2 separate regions of the Sus scrofa genome follow, and region 1 is linked to region 2. The links are chromatin contacts, called in public Hi-C maps. All regions are on one chromosome and are shown on one strand. The core of a region is the stretch at or near the end of the contact, and the rest is flanking DNA. Distances in the headings are between cores, read along the strand shown. Region 1 overlaps CCDC80 (coiled-coil domain-containing protein 80). Region 2 overlaps BOC (brother of CDO).

What was found. A called contact is a pair of places that touch in the nucleus more often than the background predicts.
Region 1: a contact with region 2 is called in a Hi-C map of retroperitoneal adipose tissue, with 1.5 times the contacts expected there. The contact joins two enhancer-like sites. A contact is called at or near these places in 5 of 47 Hi-C or Micro-C datasets (alveolar macrophages, embryonic fibroblasts, mesenteric adipose tissue and 2 more) and 1 of 2 datasets of contacts at active chromatin or transcription factors (alveolar macrophages).

The regions. Positions count from the first base shown.
Region 1 is chr13:147,205,223-147,209,342 of Sscrofa11.1, reverse strand. It overlaps CCDC80 (coiled-coil domain-containing protein 80), which reads right to left. Exons shown (of 8, transcript XM_003132680.4): 1 at 2,180-4,120; 2 at 1-1,756. The coding sequence starts at 1,745. Among named protein-coding and RNA genes, the nearest start is that of CCDC80, 4.0 kb to the right of the region's middle. Within about 2 kb of position 2,447, at least 31 of the 83 cell types and tissues checked have an H3K27ac peak or open chromatin away from gene starts, as enhancers often do. A contact at or near this core is called in retroperitoneal adipose tissue, where this site is marked.
Region 2 is chr13:146,633,639-146,637,868 of Sscrofa11.1, reverse strand. It overlaps BOC (brother of CDO), which reads left to right. Exons shown (of 21, transcript XR_002337900.1): 10 at 1,158-1,317; 11 at 1,719-1,829; 12 at 2,192-2,398; 13 at 2,738-2,919; 14 at 3,376-3,481; 15 at 3,712-3,834. Among named protein-coding and RNA genes, the nearest start is that of BOC, 67 kb to the left of the region's middle. Within about 2 kb of position 2,833, at least 7 of the 83 cell types and tissues checked have an H3K27ac peak or open chromatin away from gene starts, as enhancers often do. A contact at or near this core is called in retroperitoneal adipose tissue, where this site is marked.

The sequences.
Region 1 (4,120 bases), core at 1,198-3,697, 570 kb before region 2:
CTGCTCTTCTTCTCAGCCTTGTCCTTCTTCACTTGTTTTTCACTCTTGAGTAACTTGTCTGCTTTCTCACTCTTCACTTTTTTTTTCTTCTCCTTCTCGGGTTTCTCAAGCTTTTCATGCTTTTTGGACTCCTTTGCTTTTTTTGGGGGTAGGTTCCCCACCTGCAACTCCTCCTCCAGCTGAGACGCCGTCGGCCGGCTGAGGTCATACTTATCCTCATACTCATTACTAAGAATTTTGTCCTGGGTTTTCTTTTTGGGAGGTTTCCCCTTTGCTGGCTTGTGAGGACCTGGCACCACATTTGGGTCCCGGTGGCCATGCTCCCGCTTGTCTGTGCGGTTGTCCCGGAAACGGCCCGCGCCGGGCCGGGTGCTGGGCTCGGAGATGGTGGTGGGAGGGGCAGCCGTGAAGCTCTCGAAGCTGGTGGCTTTGCTGGGCTTCCTGGTGGTCTGCGGCTTTTCCTTAGGCTGCTCCTTCCTGGGTGGAGGGTAGAGATTCTCTGAGGCCACGGACCCCCTGGCAGTGGTCACTTCGGCTGTTGCAGGGGACCTATGGGGGTGGTCGGAAGGGTGGGCCCGGGGGGTCCAGGGCCTCTGGGTGGTTGGAAAGGCCGTGGTGGTTGTAGGTCTTGCAGCTATGGTCACCACCCGAGAGGTGGCCCGAGTCACTGTTGTGACTGGAGCAGGAGGCAGGGTGGTGGCCCGTGGGGTTGGAGGAGGTGGGGGAGGGGCCCCCGTCGGGGTGGCCGGTTTTCTCAGCACCTTCAGCCGGCTTTCTCTGGTTGGTGGCATTTGTGCTCTCCTCTGCTCTTCTTTCCTCTTCTCACTGCTCAGGCCTGGTCTTCCTGCCTCTCCACCATTGTTCCCCTCCTGCACCACCTGGCCCTCCACCCCAGAGGCCTTACATTTTTGCACAAAACCCTTCTGCCTGATCTTCTCTATCCTGCGGATGGGGCCCTGGTCGATGATCTCGTACATGGCCTCCAGCCTGACGGGGTAAGGGTAGCGCTCTTCCACCTGCAGTGTCTTCTTCAGGAGCACCATGCTGAACTTGCCCTTCTCCAGCTTCAAGAAACTCATGAGCTTTGGGATGAGGCTGGGGTCCAGGGGCTGCTCTAGGACCCGGCCTTCGCTGGTGATCCTCCGCACTTTGCCGCCTTCTTCTCCTTCCTGGTGGAACAGCACGATCTGCTGGATGTGCCTCTCCGCCAGCTCACAATACACGTCGTCCTTCAGGAGGCTCATCATGAGGCGGTAGTAGCCTTCCGAGGCGTGAGGGGCCGAGATGACCCACACCCTGTTCTTCCCTGCAAAGCTGGCAAGGATGTTGGGAGAGCTGGACCCAGACGGGAAGCGCAACATTCTTGACCGACCCGAGGACCCCTCATCTCGGACCATCTGACGGGGAGAGCTCTGGGCTGCTGGTCTCTGCTCAGTTCTCACCGGGGCCCCACTGATGCCCAGCGAGGCTGGCAGTGCCGTTGCGTGAGCCACTCTCAACACCGGTATGCTCCTCCTTCTTTGGAGAGACTGAAGGTTTGGTTCTCCCAGAGTGGTTCTGTCAATTCCCTGAGACCTCCCTGTGTGCCTCAGTAACCGAGCTGGCCTTCTGTTGGTGGGGGAAACCAGAGGCGCTTTCCGCCCTCCATGGCTCACTCTATTCCTGGCCTGCAAGTGGGGCTCTGATCCGCACACCAGCCACAATGCCAACAGCATGGTAAAACTGGGTCCCATTCTCCATATCATTGTGCAATCCACTTTGAGGAGGCAGCAGGGTCAAAAGACAGAGAGGGGAGGCCAGAGAAAAAAAAGAAAGAAAGAAAATCATTTAATTGCAAACAGAACTGGGCATTATCTCTTTCACTATCTCCGCCAGGGGGAGGGGGAAGGGGTGGATAGGGAAGAAGGAGGGAGGTCAGGGAGTGGAAAATCGGATGAGATCCTGTTGCTTTTTAGTCCCTGTAATTTATCCGTGCTTAGCAGAGACAGTTACATTAAGCAGGAAACTCCACTCAATTCCCCATTCAGCATGCTTGCACTGTTTCAACTGACTGATGCTCCAGAGAAAAGGCACACTGAGCATATTAATTATGACAACATTCCTATTGCAGTTCTTCAAAAAAAAAAAGCAACAAAGAAACAAACAGACACAGCAAAGACAGGCAGGGTTACACACTTACATGGTGGCTCATGGAGATGGAATGTGGAGGGTTTAAAAAGCAATCTGAAGTGTGCTCCCAGGACAGTTCCTAGATGAAATACTTTTCCTCCGAACTCTCTTCTCCTTTGAGAGGCTGGCTGATACAAAGGGGTGTGCTGCAGCTCCAGCTCCCAAAGCCGCACACAGACCACCGCCTGTCCGGACCTGACGGCTGAGCTGTCTTCTTTTCTTTCTGGCTGTGCCTTTTTACCTTCTTGACAAGTAGGATGCGGTGAAAGGAGCTGTCCTTTTAAGTCTTTGCATCTCCATGTGTCTGCCGCTTCTGCTGGGGCTTCTTGTGTCTGTGTGTGCCAGTCCCCACAGCCGACAGCACTGGACTCCCCTTAAAGTGGAGCCCCAGCTCTTTCTGAATCTTGCTCTTTCTCTCTTTCCAGTTCCAGGATTCTTATCACCCTTTCCCCCACAGTCTGGCTTCGTCCTTTTGTTTCCGAGCGTAAAAGCCCTGGGATTAATATGTTTTCCAGGCTGAGGGAAAACACAGGAATGTGATGTTGAAAAAGGACTTTTCTCTTTTCCTTAGGCTTCTCTCCTCCCTTTATTTCTCGCCACCTTTTCCTCTCCTCTTTTTCCTTCTCCTTTTTCTTCTTCCTCTTGCCTGGATTCAATCCCAGAAATGCCAGGACAACCTCAGTTTTGATCCAAACCAAACTCAAACAACAGCAGCCACTGGAAATCAAGGAAACTTCACTAAGAATTTAACAGATCAGCAAAACACCGCCTCCTTCCCATTTCAGCACGGTGAGCGGTGAGCCTGGACTGGGGAGGGGGTGTAGGGGAGGGGGCTGTTCTTTGGGGTAGGGGAAAGTTTTGAAACATTGCACATCATCATAAATCACTTAAGAACTGGATGGCTGAGGACTTAACCCCTTCCCCACCGAGTCATCAGGACACTGTCCCTTCCTGTTTGTACTTACACTGCACTTTGGAAAAGGGAAAATTCTCAGATTTCTACATCTGACTGCTTGGTTTTCCTAGTGACAGATACTCATTTGGCTCAGAGTGCTTGGCTGTACGTACAACGACAGTATATATATATTAGTTCCATGGGTATATTTTTATCTCTTTCTCCCTGCTTCATGAGTTTAGTTTGAGGTTGGAAAAGTCCATGGAAAACATGGCTGGTGTTGTTTTTATTTTATGCTAATTGGAGATCGTATTACTGTGTTCTTGTTCCTAGTTTCTACTTGGCATGAAAGGAAGCTGGTAAAAGGTTAGAAATGCAGGCAGTGGCTGCTGTTCTCCTGAGATTGTGGTCAGCCATTACACAGGGAAAGGCTATTATGACCTCCAGTTCTGGGTTCAGGCTAGAGAAGGTAGGCCGAGAGCTTCCTCAGAGGACACAAGTGTGTATGCATGAGTGTGTGTGCATGTGTGTGTGTTGCAATATCTTGCTCTCCAGAGGCTTTGCGTGTCCAGAGGGTTTTAGGCAGTCCTTAGAAGTAACCATGTCAGATCCCAAAGGAGAGAATGAGGCAGCTCTGTGAGTATGCCTCCTGGATCTGCCATGAGGATTCAGCTTTTAGTGGGGAGGAAAGGTGCCTTGGGTTATGTAGATATTTCTTCCAGCCTCTCCAAGTGCATTCAAGCAGTATTAACTGCCATAGAGATTGGTGACCCAGGGTTTTCAGAAGGATCCCTATAAGCTAGGCTGTATCAGTGGCTACTGTCTCTGGATAAAACATGGTGCCTAGTTACTCCTTTTGATCAGCCCCACCTCAGACTGGTCATTTACTTTTCCTTCACATAAGCTCCCAGCAGTGAATTGACCACCTGGAGGGGTTGACTGTCAGGTTCTCAGACCACAGCATGAAGACCAAAGGGTGCCAAGGAAAAGGCCTTCCTGTGGAGCCCTCTCAGACACCCATGAGCACAGAACAAAGGTGGGCTTCAGGCTGAAATC
Region 2 (4,230 bases), core at 1,584-4,083:
GGGGTAGGGGGATTGAGGGGTGGGGATACGTGGGGGAGGTGAAGCAGCCTCTCAGCATGCCCTGTCCAGGAGCCTGGAGCCTCCTTATCTTTTTTCTTTAAAGAGCGAGGAATTTGAAGCCATTAAGGATTAATCTGTAGCAGTTACAGTTCATCCACAGTTTTTAAGTTCTAAGCAAGGCCTAAGGGCAAGAGCAGAAAAAGGAAGATTGAAATCCTCACTGAGCAGAGGATGGAGGGTGTGGGGCAGGGGGAGGGACAGGCACTTGTTGGGAGCCTACTGTGTGCCAGCTTCAGTGCTTGAGCCGTTGCGTAAATCAGCAATTTAATCTTCAGAATAACCTGAGAGGTTTTCTTGGCTTCATTTTAGAAATGAAAACTTTAGGGATCAGAAAGATTTGGGAATTTGCGCAGGGTTACACAGCTGGCAACCTGTGTGTGTGGTAAGAGACACAACCCAGATTTGAGCCTGGCGTTTTCTGGCTCCCGGGCTTGCTTTCTACGGTAGGTTATGACTATGAGTTTGCTCTCCGGAGTCAAGTCAGGGTTTTTGCACTCACTGGCGAGGTGGTTTTAGACAAATCACCCATCTCTCTAAGCCTTAGTCTCCCCATTTGTGAGGTGGAAACAGTATTAACAGCCATCTCTTGGGCTGTTGTCCTGGAAGGGCTTTATGGAGCTGGCAAGTACTTCGCGGCATGCCTAGCACATAGTAAGCACTCAGCAAATGTGGCCATTTCTACTGGTACTGCTGCCTTTATCATTCTCATCATCATCTCATTATAAACTGAAGATACTGTGTTTGGTTAAATAGGTCAAGGAGAAACAGAGTTAAATAGAGAGTTTTTCAGAAAGACAGAGTCTTTGGAGAAACTCTCTCGCCAGTATCAGTTGGGCCATCTGACCCTCCCCACTGAGTTTTCTTTGATGAGATCATTAGATGAGGGATTAGGGAACCTGGCTTTATTGTCCCTGTGAGGATGGGTGTCCCCGAGCCAGCAGGACCAGTTTTCGGGCTCTAGGGCCACCCCTCTCCCAACCTGGCCAGTCTCCCTCCTTTTCTCCTGCCCCCTTGGACTCAGTTCTGCTTTCCTTGCATAGCACAGCCCCCTATAGCTCCAGGCCAGGGTGCCTCATACCAGCCACTTTCTCCAGCAGGTCACAAACTCCTCTGACGAGTGGACAATCTCTGGCATTCCGGCCGGCCAGCACCACCTGACTCTCACCAGACTCGATCCTGGGAGCTTGTACGAAGTGGAGATGGCAGCTTACAACTGTGCAGGCGAAGGCCAGACAGCCATGGTCACCTTCCGAACTGGTGAGTGCCCAGCGTTGCCCCCAGCTTGGGGTTTCCGTGGACCTGAGCTGTCCTACCAGGCCAGATGCAAAGCCCTACTCACCTTGCCCCAGCTCTTCACCATGGACTTTATCTTCCTTTCAGTTCCTGCCTCCCTGTGGTCTGCGTGCCTAGGCTGAGGTCCCACCTCCCATTAGCAGAGTCACCAGGTGGCCCCTCTGGCATCTCTTTGTGCCTTTCACACTCAGCCCGGGTGCAATGCCATGACCACCAGGCAGAGCTGAAAATCAGACACACTTCCAATGTCCTAGATTATTTGCATCGCCTTCTCGAGTCCCTGGCAGAGCTTCAGGCAGAAAGGACTCTGTGGAAAAGAGACCTAATGCACACTCCCCATGCTGATCTCAACTATTTCTACCCAGGACGGCGGCCCAAACCTGAAATCATAGCCAGCAAGGAGCAGCAGATCCAGAGGGATGACCCTGGAGCCAGCCCCCAGAGCAGCAGCCAGCCCGACCATGGCCGCCTGTCCCGTAAGCCCTCAGCAGCCCCATGGGGAGGGGTGACGTGCAGTCAGAACTGGACCCGGCCCTGCAGCCTCAGAAAGCTTACCACTGCAGGGTGAATGGGGTCCAGGAATCCTTGTGACATTTTCCTGGCCTCTCCCCAGTTAATCACAATGAAAAGATATTGATTGAAGCTTTGCAGGGGCTCTTTCCAGGACAGAGTGACCCAGGGGCCCCTGGGAAAATCTGACACAGCCCCAGCAGGTGGAGGGCTGCGGGGTGGAGCTGGCCCCCATCTGGACAGGCCTTGTCTAGTCTGGTTACAACCATCTTCTCATCACACCCCCTTCCCCCTGCTTCCTTCCTCCCCCGTGTGCCCTCTCCTGCAGCCCCAGAAGCTCCAGACAGGCCCACTATCTCCATGGCCTCTGAGACTTCGGTGTACGTGACCTGGATTCCCCGGGGGAATGGTGGCTTCCCAATCCAGTCCTTCCGTGTGGAGTATAAGAAGCTAAAGAAAGTGGGGGACTGGATCCTGGCCACCAGCTCCATCCCTCCCTCCCGGCTCTCAGTGGAGATCACAGGCCTGGAGAAAGGTAGGGCCCTGGTCACTGTCCTCCCTAGTCCTCCGGCTGCCCCCTGCCCACCTGGAGGAGAAAGGGGGCTTTGGGGGGGTTCCTCTCTCTGCTCATCCTCTACCCGCCACCAGGCTCCTATGGACCCTCTTGGTCATGTTACCTCAGTCCCACAACCCCCCCACTCCCCATGCTCCTCCCATGTGGCTCCCTTCTGATGAGAGGGAGTTCTGGAGTCCTTTGGGGCATGCTGGTGGGGAAGGGCCGCCCAGAAGAGCTCTCCACATCCTGAACCTGCACAGACCTATGGAGAGGCCGATGGTGTCTCCCGGCCCCAGTTCAGTGAGTATCTCTCCCCAGGCACCTCCTACAAGTTCCGAGTCCGGGCTCTGAACATGCTGGGGGAAAGTGAGCCCAGCGCCCCCTCCCGGCCATACGTGGTGTCAGGCTACAGCGGCCGCGTGTACGAGAGGCCCGTGGCCGGCCCTTACATCACCTTCACCGATGCTGTCAATGAGACCACCATCATGCTCAAGTGGATGGTGAGTGGCCTGGCACAGACCGCAGTGGGAAGACGGGCTGAACGCCGCCTTGGGCGGGAGCTGGCCACCGCAGCTCTGGCAGGAAGGAATCACCTTTCTCCCCTGCCTCATCCTGAGCTCCGTCCCCTTAAGTGTTCATCCACCTGTGTACCTGAGAGTCGAGCCAGAGATACATACCCACCCTCACGATTCCCAGGAGGGGACTTAAGTCTTTGAAGAAATAGCCATTTGTTTCTTGTCTTAAAAAGTCAGGAACTCCTAGGCTAAATAAAATAACGAGTGATCTCTAGAGCATTGTCCAGAGATCCTCGGGGAGATCATCAGAAATGTCTGTCAGGGTCCCCAGTGAATTTTTAACTCTAGGCTGGGATAAAATTTCCCTCCACCAAGTGGTTCTGCTCCCATGAGGACTTCTCTGCTCTGTTGTCAACTTGTTTCTTCTTTTATTCCCTATAGTATATCCCAGCAAGTAACAACAACACCCCAATCCATGGCTTTTATATCTATTACCGGCCCACAGACAGTGACAATGACAGTGACTACAAGAAGGATATGGTGGAAGGTGAGAAACACGTGTGTGTGTGATGGTTTCCTCTGTTGTCCAGGTGTGCCTCACGTCATTGTCTCTTTCATGACATACTTGGGAGTGTCAAGTTCATGGTGATGGGACAACCGGAACTGGATGGGCACCTAGAACATTGCTTCCAGTGCTGCCTGAGTGTGACTGCAGCCAGGGGCCAAGCAAACCGCATGCATGATCACCTCATATGACTCTCTTGCTCTCCTTCCCAGGGGATAGGTACTGGCACTCCATCAGCCACTTGCAGCCAGAGACCTCCTACGACATCAAGATGCAGTGCTTCAACGAAGGAGGGGAGAGCGAGTTCAGCAATGTGATGATCTGTGAAACCAAAGGTGATTCTCTTGGGTTCGCTGCTGTCCTCCTGCTAGTCCCAGCAGACCAGGGCAGAGTGGCTGCTCCATGTGCTGTGCTGGGTGTCTCTTCCTCAGGATGACTCCTTATTTTCCAAGGATCCTCAAACCTTGTGATTTTTAACCCTTCTGTTCCTTGGCCTGGGCCTCATATATCAAGTTCAAATGGGTTGCCATCATAACAGCTTCTAGGAACTTGGGAATTAACTCACATATGAACTCATGGACTAGACCCCCTTGTTAAGCCAGGAGCTTTCTATGAAGACTTTACTCCTGTGATAACATTTGGTACTTGCATTGGTTACCCCATGAGAAAGGAAGAAACTGAGAGCAATGGGAAATGAAACACCTTGACCAGCGTCCCCCAGCCAGTTAGTG